Linked DNA regions of Drosophila melanogaster: region 1 is linked to region 2. Evidence: chromatin contacts called from public targeted proximity ligation data. All regions are on one chromosome and are shown on one strand. The core of a region is the stretch at or near the end of the contact, and the rest is flanking DNA. Distances in the headings are between cores, read along the strand shown. Region 1 holds the start of CG14315. Region 2 holds the start of htl (heartless).

Region 1 (7,011 bases), core at 1,393-3,892, 110 kb after region 2:
CGGCAATCTTGCCGAGCGTACCAATCTTGCATATAGTGTAAACATAATAATCAACGGGCATTATATGCCGATATTTGCCGATATATATATATTACATACATATGCATGTGGCGATCAGCAGAATGCGCTTTTGCAAAATGGCCGGCGGTCAGCGCGGCCCCCAATTGACACCTGAGCGGCCGAGCTGCCTATTATTGCTATTTGCGCTGCTGTTGCTGCAGTTGCAGCTGTAATTGTTATTTATGCACTTGCATTTAGCCGACTGTATGTGGCATGTGGAGCAGCGCATAGCGGCCATGCCCCCTGGGATGGGCGTAACGCCAGCAATTTGCAGTGCTGCGCCAACGATTACGTAACAGTTGGGAACACTTAATTGTGGGGCGAAAAGCGACCCACAATGATGATCAAAATTAAAGTGCACTTCGTCATTATCAGTCGGAAGAAAAGAGGGTTTAGAATCCCCGATCTATTTTTATTCCTCAAAATTAAGAGCATATAATTATTAATCACAAATCACCGACAAGAAATCTTCAAATGTCAAGTAAAACTCCAAAATATATATATTTTTTGTTAATAATTAAAAACATCCCGACGTTTACTGTGTATACATATTAAATCAATATTAAATATAATTACCTTGATGCAAATACAAATATTTGGATTTCTAAACATTACCAATTAGATTTTCCAATTGGACTTTGCAGTCTAGTTGGACACACACGGACGCACGCACACGCGCAAACTTCAATATGGCGGCCGCGACAAAAACGAGACAGAAGATCCTTCTGCTGATCTTACAAAATCGGATAAATAAATAAATTTGCTAGTTTTTTTTTTGTTTTGGGCAGGGCTCGCGTGCTTAAGTTCAACTTGAAAAAGTCGCAAGTGACTACTGTGCGATCCCTGGAATCTCAAGCGGGAAAAAAATAAAGATAAAATGTGTACACAGGTACATACATACATATGTACATACATATATGTATTTATGTACGTAAGGAGCAGCTGCCCTCTTTTGTTGTTGCACTTAAAGTCGCTAAAATGCGGTGCGTTCGCTTGTCAAAATTGCAGCAGCATTCAGCCTTTTTTATGTTAAGAAGCCACAAAGAGATGACGCAGTCGAAATGGTTAAATGAATTAACCCTTTTACTTTGCACAAACACACACACACACATGTGCTTGCAACAGGCAATACAGTGGCTACAACAACAATAGCAGACAGGGCTTTGTGATTTTTCTGGCCGTTCTTGTAGTTTTTTGCCCAACACACGGATTAAGCTACACCCTCGGAAAAATATTCGACACAAAATCACGCGATTTAAACTAAAAAATAAATAAATAACACAATTGCGCGGAAACTTGGGAATACACGGCGCTAAGGATATCGATTACTTATTACTTATTACTTTTTATCGATTCGCATCGTCGGAGCATTCGCAGGGTACTGCCAACTTATCTCAATTTCCTAAAGGTCATTGAACTCAAATATATATATAAAAAAACGAATGTAGCATTGCATTTATAGCCATTGATTAATATGAAAGGAAAGTATGTATAAAAGTGCAACCAGTATTTGAACTTGCATAAGTTAAAAATCAAAAGTTAGCTTAGGTCCTATGATTACACCAATCTATTTGACCAAAGTACATAATTAAATATTACATCCAAAATTCAATTGTTCCTGTACAAGTGTACTAACTTTTTGGCGTTTCATGAGCGGCTCGTGTGTACAAACATTTATTTAAATGCTTACCCCCACCCCGTAGCCACTTCAGATGAAGCTGGAGCTGGAGCCGAATCTGAAGCTTGGAGCTTGAAGTTTGGAGCACGGTGGAGAATTGCGCGTAAATTCGTTGCGGTCTGCGCGTCATCAACGTAATCGCCGTCAACAGCAGTCAACAGCATCAAACTGGCAGGCAAATGTTGCTACTGTTTCCAGACGCAGTCCGTCCGGCCAACAGAAGCAAACGAAGCAACAGAAGCACCAACCGCCGCAGTGAAGTGGTTTTTTATGATCAGACGAGATGAGCCGAGCCCAAAGCAGCACTTTCCATCCGAGAAAGAAACCGAGGCTACAACAAAAGCGTGTCTTTCGAGTTCGCTAATGGGAACTACATATATGTATGTACATACATATGTACATTCCGGGTACAAAGTGCATTTTGTGGAAACCCTTTGGGCAGAATGTAAACCATTAACAAATTGTAGCAGACCTATGGCCTATACATTTCTTATTTGTTTTAACTGTTTTGACTCTTATAAATGAACATATTTTCAAGAATCTGAATTAAATTGTAAATTAGTAGAATGAAGCTCTTTCGAAACTACCTCGCTTTGCTCCTTCCGTTTGATCATTTGACCATTTTTGACCATTTGCTTTAGGTTATGGCATTTTGTCCATTTCGTATTGGTCATTCGGTTTTGGCCATTAATTTCGTTATATCATTTCGTTTTTGTCTTGCTTTGGTTATTTCGTTTTGGTCTTTCATCTTAGTCAGTTCGTTTTGACCATTCGTTTGGGCCGCTTATGTAGTTTTAGCCAAATCTTTTTGACCAAATTGACTTGAGCTTAGTTCCTGGCTCTACATATTCTGTTATTTTTTTTTTTTTTTAATTTTTGAGCTGGAATTAAAGCGTTTCACTTCAAACATAGTACACCTGTCGCACAGACTTATTGTAGTTAGTTTTGTCAAGCGTTCGAAGCGACTGCAGAAATGAGGGTCTACTTGTATCAAATGCGCCCGGTGCTCTTTCTCTTCTACATGGTGGAGACGACGGCCAACTTATTCGTTTTGTACTACCAACTGAAAGCATTTGTTTTCGTCAATCTGACAACGATGAAATGGGAAGATGTTCTAATCCAAAGCTTTTATATGTCCTTCTTTTACATATTCACAGTGGTAACGCTCTTTGCCAGCATAAATCTCTGCACCGGTCATCGCACATCGATCGTTGAGGAAGTTGTGCGTCCTCTGATCGGATTTGTTCTATATACGGTAATATCGTTGATGGCACTGGGCGATGCCGAGACGGATTTCTATATATGGTATGATGGAAGGAACCCGGATGATTTACTATATCCGGAGAAGCCGCTCCATCCGTTCTTCGGTAGCCTGCGGGACCAGGCGACAGCCTCATTGGTGTCCAGTGTTATCTATCTGCTGCACTGCCTCATTGCGTTGGATGTCCTTCTGTCGAATGACGATTCGGATAACGAACGCGAGTCATCCAATTCCTCCGACGATGTGAACGAAGAGGTCGACTACGTTCCAGTGCGTCTGTACGTCTTTGGCGGCGTGATGCAACGCTGGCTGGAGCAGTTCGACTGGTTTCAGGACTTTACCCACAGTGGAGTCACAGATATCTGATATTTTATCATTAACTTCATTTATACAACTACAAATTACATGATAAACAAAACTTCGCATCGCTTTTCTCGGTGATTATGCAGCCTTTGGATTTTGGTTACATTCGGTGCAAGAAACCCTAATCATCAGCATTCCCATGACGTCAGTGGGAAGCAACAGTTCGGTCTCTGCATCATATAAAGCTCATTGTCGTCAATGTGCCAGTGATAAGCAGCTGGGGCCAAAACATCTACATAAGTACGCGTATCTATAGTATCTATGTATCTTGGTACGAGTATCTGTATCTGCTAGTGCGCAGGTCCAAAGTTAAAGCGAACAATCGATATATGTACTATGATGTTTGGGGCAAAGCGGCAGTCAAGAGCAAGGTGAAGCATTGCCCCGGTGCTCCTGGGTGTGGTGCTTTTTTCATTCATAAAAAAAAACTGGTCCACATGACATGTGGACACATTCAAGGCTATTTCTAGACCAGACCAAGGATGTCCTTATGCCTCTCATAAACTATGCAATATGATTAGAAAGTCTGAATGTTTAGAATTAGTTTTATAAACTCACAAACTTCGGTGGATCAAAAAGTTTGGCCAGGTGAAGCTAATACTATGGCCTACTTTTCGGGGTTATTTTAATAATATGATTATTGCTGCCATGCTTTTGTATAAACAAATCAATTTCACACTCTTATTAAGTAACATTTTTAAGTACTTCCCCTCTTATAAAGCTTGAATTTTCCATACGGAAACCCAATTCAATCTTAAATGCTACAATTTAAATAAAAAATCACATAAATACTCGACTTTAAACAGAAGTCAAACAAAACAGCAATAAATCTGCTCAAAAATCACGCTTAACAAGAAGAAAAAACATATTTTCCGCCCACGCAATAAGCGAATGTGAAAATGTACATAAATGCGAGAGGGAAAATCGATAAGGACGCCATTCCGCAGGAGCGTCGTGTCCTTGAAATCGAAAAAGGGAAAGACCATTCATGAAGTTGGCCGAACTTTTCATGAATGAAAACGGCCAGCGAGGAGAAAAGTTGACACATTTCGGTGAGTTTGCGCACCATAATGTGCGAATTTTCCAAAGGGGAAAATGTTCTCTCTCCAATTTCACTGCGAAAACTTCCCCATTTTTTCCGGCCACTGACGCAACCACAATGCGCTGTTCCAAGGTCAGCGTAAAATTTCATTCATAAAACTGATACGCCCCGCGGCGTAGATATACATGTATATATATCCATGGCGCGTGTAAGTTCCCAGAAGGTGGTCATGGTTGGGGGACAGGAGGTTAGAGCTGGATGTTGGGCGCGGATTTGGGCCTGAGTGAGCACTCCATTTGCAGCTTGTTGATTTTTCTACGCGTGCAAACACAAACAAAGTGGGAAACCATTTCATTCATGAATCCAACTCAGGGGGAGGATTGTGGGGATGCTCCAAACTTCTGATCCCAAAGATTTTTGGGTGGAGCTCGTCCAGAAAACAATTTCGCGCTAAGCTGAAAGCAATTTTCGCCCCTAGGAATTTGTGGTAAACTTAGTTTAGCTTGGCTTTCATTCAGCTGGGAGTCAAATCTTGCTAACTTGAAAATGTTAAAGGTTATTGGTTAAATGATGCGTATTTGTAAAATAAATGAAATTGTTGTGTACGTCACATAGATTTTATGTTTTAAATTCCGTTCAGTTAGATTCGATTTTTGCCAAGTTGAAAAGTATTTATTACACAATCTGATGGTAACGTGTCGTATGAGTAATATTTTTACATAACATCGCCAAGTTTTTGTCCTTTGCCTGTATTTAAGCCACCTGTATCCACAATTTACAAGATTTCCCAGCAGTCTGACCACGAAAAGTCCTCCTGGTTACATGGTCATCCGTGGACATATCATTGACATACCAAAGTTGAATCCATTAAAAAATATAAGTTATTTGTCATAAATAAATAATCGAAACTGTTTAATATTGTATTTCTTATAGAATGTTATGTACAATAGCAAAGTTAACTTTCTACTATTATTCCATAGTGAACTAAATAAGTTTATAAAATGGATCACCCCACCTAGTGGTAACAAATAGTTTGGACAAAAGCTATTGAGTGTTTTTATTTTGCAAGGGCTCGGAAACAGCCAAAATGTGACATCGCAATAAACGAATTTATAAAGTTCATAGAAATACCATGGTACCACACACCATCTTAAGGATATTGAGGCACAGTTCGATATTCCAGGGCGAACATAATTTTGGCTACGATCTAAAGTACATTTTTCAAATCCAGTTCTCCACTTATACTTATACGAAAAAGAGCAACTAAGCGCCGCCTAAAAGATCAAACAATGCAACTACGTATAGGATAAAATCAAATATAATAATAAATTAGCATCGATTTATGGCTACAGCTGTGTCGTTTGGTTGCCTCCCGCAATACCAGCAGCTCCGCCCTTCTCCACCATGCTGGGCATGCCCGGCTCCGATTCGGAACGCTTGTGCGTTCGCTTGGGCAATCGCTGGGTGGCCTTCTTAGCCTTGGCACTTGTCACTCCGTCGCCGGAATTGTTGAGCAGCATCAAATCCGGTTGGCTGCGCACCAGGTCCTGCTCCTGGTAAACCTCCTGGACGGCTGAACTGGTATTGGTGTTGGTCACCTGCTCGTTGAGGCAAACATCGTCCAAATCCACATCGCTGTTGGAGAAGAGAGCTGTGGCGCCCAGTTCCAGGGAGTTGGTCACGTCCAGCTCCTGCTCACTGACCGCCTTCTTTGGCGTGGATGTGGATGCGATTGAGGTGCGCGAGAAATTCTTACTCACATCGAGATGGCCAGCACTGGGCGGGGTCAACAGTGTGGTCACTTGGGCTGGCTTCGAGCCAATGCTAATGCTGTTGTTATTGTTGTTATTATTATTATTGTGATTCTGTCCGCCCGTCGCAGCCGCTGAGACAGGAGCAGCTGCGCCTATGACCGGCACATTGGTCATGCTACTCGGTGTAGAACTGTTGCGCTCGGTCTGATGTTCCTTCATTAGCTTGCAGGCCTTGCCCAGCGCACAGATGGTCAGGCAAATGCGCAAGCCCATGGCAAACAAGTAGGCCAGCAGGAAGAGCAGCCAGGCGGCTAGATTCTCGAAAGAGACCGCTGTATAGATGGCCTTTATCAGGACCACAGCCAGCGGAAATGGAATGAAGCCCATGCGTCTGGCCACCAAATCCGAATGATCTGAGAATGCGTGCTTTTGCCGCGTCTGGGTCATATCGTAGGCCAAGCTGGTCGTGTACTCCCTGTAGATGCTCTCCGGCAGCTCATTGAATCGCGTGATAAACGCATGCTTCACCCAATCGATCAGAATTTCCGTGAACAGCACGGCAAAGCAGTCGGGCAGCATTACACAGAACTGGGTGATGCTCCAGTCAAACTCCTTCATGGTCTGGATGACCACAATGAACAGAAGCACAGACAGATGGAATCGCTCTCGTACATCGCTGCAGGTCAATTGGAACAGGTTGTTTTTGTCGAACTTCTTGAACACGGATCCCTTGAGCTCCACGAAATTATTCGATATCATGATGGTCAGCAGGCCCTTGTTGTTGGAGTTCACCGCCACATTCAAACAGGTGGCCTGAAGGAATAGTTTAGAAACCAAACCAATATAATCACAG
Region 2 (6,834 bases), core at 611-3,110:
GTGAACTATTGATTCGATTTACATTTCAGAAATATAAAGCACGCAGCGATTTATATAAAGAACGTTCAACAGATTTAGTTGAAATAAATATGTGCTATTCTTAAATTGTTGCAAGCTTTACTTATATATTTGTAAATTTGCCATTTAGAGCTTTAAAATTTTATTAGTACTCACAAACATTTAGACAACAAAATCCATTATAAAAGTGCTGTAGCATTGATAAGCTTAAGCTATAATATATTATAATACCAAAAAATAACATTATTACTTTATTGTTGACATAAATCTATTTCTAAATCGAAATCTTTATTTGGTAAACACTGATTTTATGATAAACTCTCATGAAAACATTTAATATTATATAGCAAGCATATATTCTCGTGACATTTGTACTTTAACATCATAAAGATCAAAGGATCATACCGAAAGTCTGCGTGGATCCCACCTGAGATGATATGGGAACAATACCGGGAACTGGCCGCACAATTAGCTAAACAAACCTAACCTTAATTATCATTCATAAATAAATTGCAGAGAAGGGAGGCGAAAAGTAAGAAGCGTCTTCGGTTGTCGGCCAGCAAATTGAGTGATTGCCAAAGGCAACAAAACAGAAGCCGAATCACCTAGAAGATGGCATCGTAAAGCTAACCGACCGACAAAACAGATACCCGATAAATATATATATATACATATATATACACACAGATAGCTATATCTTTAGCTATATACTCACTCAGATATAGAGCAAGTCGGACAAAGAGCAGACAAGTTGAAATGTTTGTTTACGCGGCTAGAAAATATTGCATGTTCCTATACCGTCTACATTCTAGAATCTAGACTCTAGATGATACGATATATGCTATATGCTGTTGGTTAATAAACAAAATCCCATTCTAAGGGAGCGTTGGAATATAACAGAATTATGAGTTTGAAATATTTTCCCGAGCTCTGGGGCATCGGTTGGCTTGTAAAAGCAAATAAATAAATATAAATTAGAATGGGAACCCTGTGGAAAAGTGCTTTCAATTTGAGCATGTACCATAGCAGAACCGAATGGAATAAATAAAAAATAAAAAAAACAGATACTATGGGGAGCCCACAACTGTCCATATTCACTGTATTATTATGGGGTAGCCAGAGAATAGATAATTGAACGATTGACTACACACACACACAGCGGGATAAACGACACAAATTGCTTTGGAACCGAACCACTGCACATTTTACACTTTTTGGCCTTTGGGTTAAAAAGTCAAATTGCTGTGCGCGGTCAATCAAAAAGTGGATCAAACAAATGATTTGCGCAACTACGCAAAAAAAACCAAAAACAAAATAAACTAAATTAAACGATGCACGGTGTGTATTTTTAAAGACTTACCTCACAAAGTGCGTTGCTCCACGAACAAAAAAAAAAAAATGCCAAAAAGCTTCTTGCCAAATATCCACCAAAGTGTCTCTGCGTTGGAATTTCTCCTTGCCTTCGTCTAAATTGTAAGTCTTTCACTAAAAACACAATTGGGAAAGTTCACAGAATTCGAGAATGTTTCCACTTAAAATTCCAGAAATGTTTTAGTACGCATTTATATGGCACTTAGGCACTTAAACAGAACCAGAAACCGTTGCACACTTGACTCTGTTTTGTTTCTTTCCATCCACAAAATGTGTGCGTTTTCACCAAGAGGCATTACTAATAATTATTAGTATAATTATATTATATGGCGTTATTACGCGTTCAATCGATCGATCGTTCGCTCTAATTTTCGACGATTTTTCACCGATTTTCCAACGATTTTCCAACCGATTTTCCAACGATTTTCCTCCGATTTCGCCTACTGTAACGGCACGCAGTCCGATCGCAACTGAGTCAAAAAAAAGCAAGCGAACCGAACAGAACCGAGCCAGCTCTGCGAAATAAATCTCTTCAATTAAATGAGGGAACAAATGAAACGAATTCACATTTCCCCCATCAACTTCAACATGCTGGAGAACACATCTCTGCAATGTATTTTTGCGGCAGGCGCGTAAACAAATACAGAAAACACACAAAATTGAACGGAACGCCAGCCACACATTGTATAATCCGCAGCCAAAGAGAGGAAGGGTCGAAAAAGCGAGGGGTTGGGTATGCGGTATATGTATGTATGGTACTATATGGTATAGGGGCCCCTATACCCTATATATGGGGGACCCACACACACACACACACAAGTGTGTAGCTGAGTGGCGGCCTTCCCTTGGAAAGTGAAATGTAATTGAGTGCACAGACCGCACTCGTTCTAAAATTCGTTCAATTGAGTCGAATGGAATATCTCAAAGATATTCTAACGCACAATATGTTGCATAGTTTCGAGCGCAGCGAGGAAATTCATGAATTTCATTATGAGGGTGCAAAGAAGATGGGTAGTTGTCAAAAAGATTCCTTATATTCAGATCAATTATTTATGTAGTTATAATTGGTTTGATGGATCATGCTTTATTAAAAAGAATAGCTAACTTATCTTAGTCAGAATAGATCAGTCACTTGAATTTAATTATTATTATTTTTTAAAAAGATTTATGGCCTATGAGGGCCTAAGATTCTACTGACAAATTCTTTGCGCATTTCTTTGCGCTTCGTTTGAGGCGGAAAATGCGGAATGAGATTCATTAGCCAACACAATAGCTCGCTAAGTAAGTTAGCAGTTATTAATTATGAGCTACTTATAGCCAATGTCAAATGGCCAACAGACACATAAGAACCAGTAGCCAAGTGGCGATGGAAGAAAGCCCCTCTAATGAATGACACTCGTGGTGAAAAGGCCATCAAAGCACACACGCTGTGCGCCAAAGACAATGGCATCGTTTAGCGTTTGTCTCTATGGAGACACCAAAAATAACGAAAAGGGTTAGCCAAACAATGGACAATGACGCAGGGGGGATTTTGGCCGAAAATCGAAAACAATTAACGATTATTGACCATCAATTGTGGCCGACGGGACCCGTTCAGTGCCAAATGGCGTTACGCCTGACTGATTAATTGATGCTCCACGGCGGAATTGGGAGGGAGGATCCCCATGAGTGGTTAGCATAGTTTCAACAGTTAACAACCTCGTAAAGCCGCAGAGAGACCGGGGAAAGCACGGGTTAAAGACGGCCACCGATCAGTGTGTATGGTCATAATACTTAAATTTTATGCACTCCTGGGCAAGCCTCCTGGCTCCAACCTGGCTCCAAACCGGGCTCCTCTTGGCTACCCAAAAGTGCTTCTCCTCGAGGCTGCCGATCGCAGCTTCAGCTTCCGTATGGCTTTTCAATTTGGCCAGAACGAAACGCAAGTTGTTAGCGTTTCGAGCATAGAAATAAATATTGGGAAATTGGCTCAAAGTCTGGTTGGTCGAGCCTTTGGCCATTTGGCTCTGGGAATCTGCGAATGGGAAATGAAAAATCGGGAACGGTAACAGGCTTTTGGAGACACGATCTTCGAGTTGGGCGACACGATCTGCAGCCATCTCGCAGATCGCAGCTCGTCGAGATCTCGTGCAGAGCAGCCAAACAGCATAAAGTTAATTGCTAATATGATTAATTGCACATTAACATGAATTTTTATAGCCAATTATATGCGAAATATGCCAATGAGAAACGCTTTCGACCAGCGGATTAAACAACCAAAAAATAAGTTAACTGCTAGACTTATTCAGTTGCAATAGATAAACAGATGGGCTATTGAAGCTGTCAATGAAAATAAGGAAGAGCAATATATTAACTTTTGCTAGGTGACTTGGGAAATCAATTAAATTTTGGGATTAGTAGATTAAGATTAAGAAATTGAGTTGAATGTATTTATTGTATCATATGGGCTCAAATAAGTTAGGCCTGCAAAACATTGATTCATCATTGCCTAGAACCAAAAACCCGCTTAAAACCAGACCAATTCGATGGCTCCATTCGTTGGCGATGTCGATGATAATTTATGCATCAACTGTGCGTGGCAATTTGGCATCTTCGCAATCCAAACCGAGTGGGTTGCTGCTGGCAGGCGAAATTATGCGGGTGTGTTTGCATTTGCCACAAGAGCAGGCAAATAGCAAAATAAATGAAAATGCAATAAGCCTCGAGACAGGCGGAAAGCAAAAATCAAAAATGCGAGAAAAAACAAAACAAAAGCCCGAAATCGAATTTCCAATCACTCAAAAACTATTGGAGATTCGAATTTGAATTATTGGCTCCACCTTGCCAGCACCGCGCCATTTCCGGTCTTAAATCTTTGAGCGCGTGAGCTAATCATAACTTACAATGTGGTCCGGCAATTTGACAGGCTGTTGGCCTTTTTTTTTCTTCTTTGGTTTAGACCCAGAGTTGGCCAGTTGGCCTGCCACAGAGATGGGTGTTCGGGTATCCAAGCGGAGGATCATGGCTCATGGATCATGTGGGGCTGGAAATTGTTGCCATCGCCGAGCGCTTTGGGGCTCGGCAAGCTGTGCGAGCTGTCAATGAACTTGTATGCACTTGATTGATTTATATTGTGCTGGCTGGTTGATGTATCTCTGGATCTATGGTAAATCAGCTTAAGCAGACCGGCGATCGTTGATATCTTGCTTTTAACACGACGCTCGAAACGCTGGAAACGAAAGGCCAGCAGAAATCTCGAGTAGAGTCGGCGAATCTAATGAAAGGTGTATTAATTATATTAGATATCCCCAGCAACACGATCTTCCCTGTTCTACTGGCTATGGCTACTGTTCGAAGTTCTCAGTTCGGAAAGTGGTTTTATCTGCCCGTTTTCTGTTCCACCAAGGGTCTTAGCCGCCGTCGCGGTCTAGGCCATAATTTAAAGCTGGCTCTTTAGAAGAGAGGGGGCAAATGGATATGGTATGGGCTGGGGCGGCTAAAACTGGCGCTTAAAAGTGCGTTTAAACAGACCTTTCGGCCGGATTGGGCTTGGCGCGCGGGCGTGGCCTTTGTATATGTATGTATTCCCTGGTTTTTAGTCCCGGTCCCCATAATCCCTAATAATAATCATGTGCTGTAATTGACGATTTATGCTAAGCCCGATATAATTTACGCCGTTCGAAGCACTGGTGCCTCACCTCAAACCACCGCTGAGCAGGAGGCGGAGAAGGAGTATCGCATAAATCATAACTGCACCTGGGTTGGCTGGAACTTGGAGACCGGGAACAAGGAATCTGGAGACCATGGATCCCTGGGACCAAGTTGATCCAAGTGCCCACTGCTACCGACCACTGCATCGATGGCTCAACAAATATTTCCCACACACGCCGGCGTCGCTTACACGGACCAAAAGCATGGCACTACACAAGCCATACACGTATGTCGGGCAGGTTACACACAATGCAAATGCGTTCGCATAAGTCACTTGAGGTGATGGCCAAAATATTACGAATCGAAGAGTTAATACTCTAAATGAGCAGCTATGATAAATCACATGGCTCGTCCAATTGATCAAATATATAATATAAACGCTATTCTGAATTTATTTTCCTTTTTCTTAACAAGTAATAAACCTAACATTTATAGGCGAGTATCGGTTTCTTTCTTGTATTATTTATTAACAAATTATAAAGCACTTAACCATATAACTATTATACCCCATGACGATAATGAGTGTACTCAAAAGTGTTGGCAAATTTATTGTTGTCGGTCGAACCGCCGATTTGCGATCCATTCCGCAAAAGGCTACCGTATTTGATCTTGGCCTCCTGCCCCCCAAGACTGGAATCCCCCGAGCTCCCGCAATTACCCGAAACTGTCAAAAAAAAGAAGGGGGCTGGGGGAAATAGGAGGGGGGAAATCTTCTGGAGCTGCGTGCCAGTGCCAGGTTGTCTGGCATTTGGGCAGGCCTTCCAAAAACGTCGCTGACATAACTGTACCAACCACCAAGTGGTGTTGCGTGGTGTGTGGTTGGTTGCTTCGGTGGCTTCGGTGGTTTCATTGGTTTTGGTAGGCGGTTTTTGAGAACCACTGCTCCGGCAGCCGCAGATTTCGGCGAACGTCGCTGTTTTTGGCATCAAACACATGTCGAGGCACATGAAAGGATCGCGGACCTGGAATCTGGAGCTGAATCTGAATCTGAATCGGTATCTGAATCTGGTCGGAGTAGATATATGGTCGGTTCGGGTCTAAGGCTTTGCATGTTTGGCGTTTCAATGCGCATTAATTTTGCATAGCCGGTCGTTGTTGTCGACACGAATGGCTATGAAAGGTTAATAAATCAAATGCATATGCATGGGACACAGCCGTTGCACCTGAGATCCTGGCATGCGAGTCTATACTCCTTCTTTTTTTTTATTATTTTTATTTTTTCTTCTGATTTTTCCTTGCCGCTTTATGCGTTTATAATTTCCTCAATGCCCGTTTATGGCCAATCCAGGGTGCAATCAAAATCAGCGCCTTTTGTGACCGAGTTGCGAGCTGCATTAACACCAAATTAAGTTCGGTTTTTATGGCAAAAAGGAAATTGGGTCATCTTTGTATCGCAGCAATTTCAGTTTACGATTCCACTGGGCCGCCATGAATGAGTTATAAGCCACGTTACATGCCACTTGGGTGCACTTAATCTGCGTTTTACGACCCGGTTTGAACGGCGACTGCCCTGGCTTTGTTACACCGATCACGTACTGGGATTAATCACTAAATTAATTGAAACAATTTCCCAGCACGGCCGACAACACAGCGCCACAAATTAATCAGGCTACCGCGATGCTGATCGACTTTGATCATGATCAGTGATCACCGATCAATGATGATCACCCAGTTTCGCTCGGTGTTGATCGCCATGTTCGTGGCACGTACGTGTCTGGCATTTCAAAAAATGCCAACTGAGCCAAATGAGTTGTC

Evidence for each region.
Region 1: a contact with region 2 is called in a targeted proximity ligation map of the Kc167 cell line, with 5 times the contacts expected there. A contact is called at or near these places in 13 of 107 Hi-C or Micro-C datasets (the Clone 8 cell line, the Kc167 cell line, the S2 cell line and 7 more) and 2 of 7 datasets of targeted methods (both in the Kc167 cell line).

What each region holds. Positions count from the first base shown.
Region 1 is chr3R:18,156,059-18,163,069 of dm6, forward strand. It overlaps CG14315, which reads left to right and starts at 2,643. Exons shown (of 1, transcript NM_142420.2): 1 at 2,643-3,413. The coding sequence starts at 2,712. The coding sequence ends at 3,365. lncRNA:CR45103 (long non-coding RNA:CR45103) reads left to right here and starts at 1,635. Exons shown (of 1, transcript NR_125202.1): 1 at 1,635-2,239. It overlaps CG7218, which reads right to left. Exons shown (of 3, transcript NM_001300456.1): 3 at 5,334-6,971. The coding sequence ends at 5,751. It also overlaps asRNA:CR45104.
Region 2 is chr3R:18,051,124-18,057,957 of dm6, forward strand. It overlaps htl (heartless), which reads right to left and starts at 1,861. Exons shown (of 2, transcript NM_079670.3): 1 at 1,379-1,861.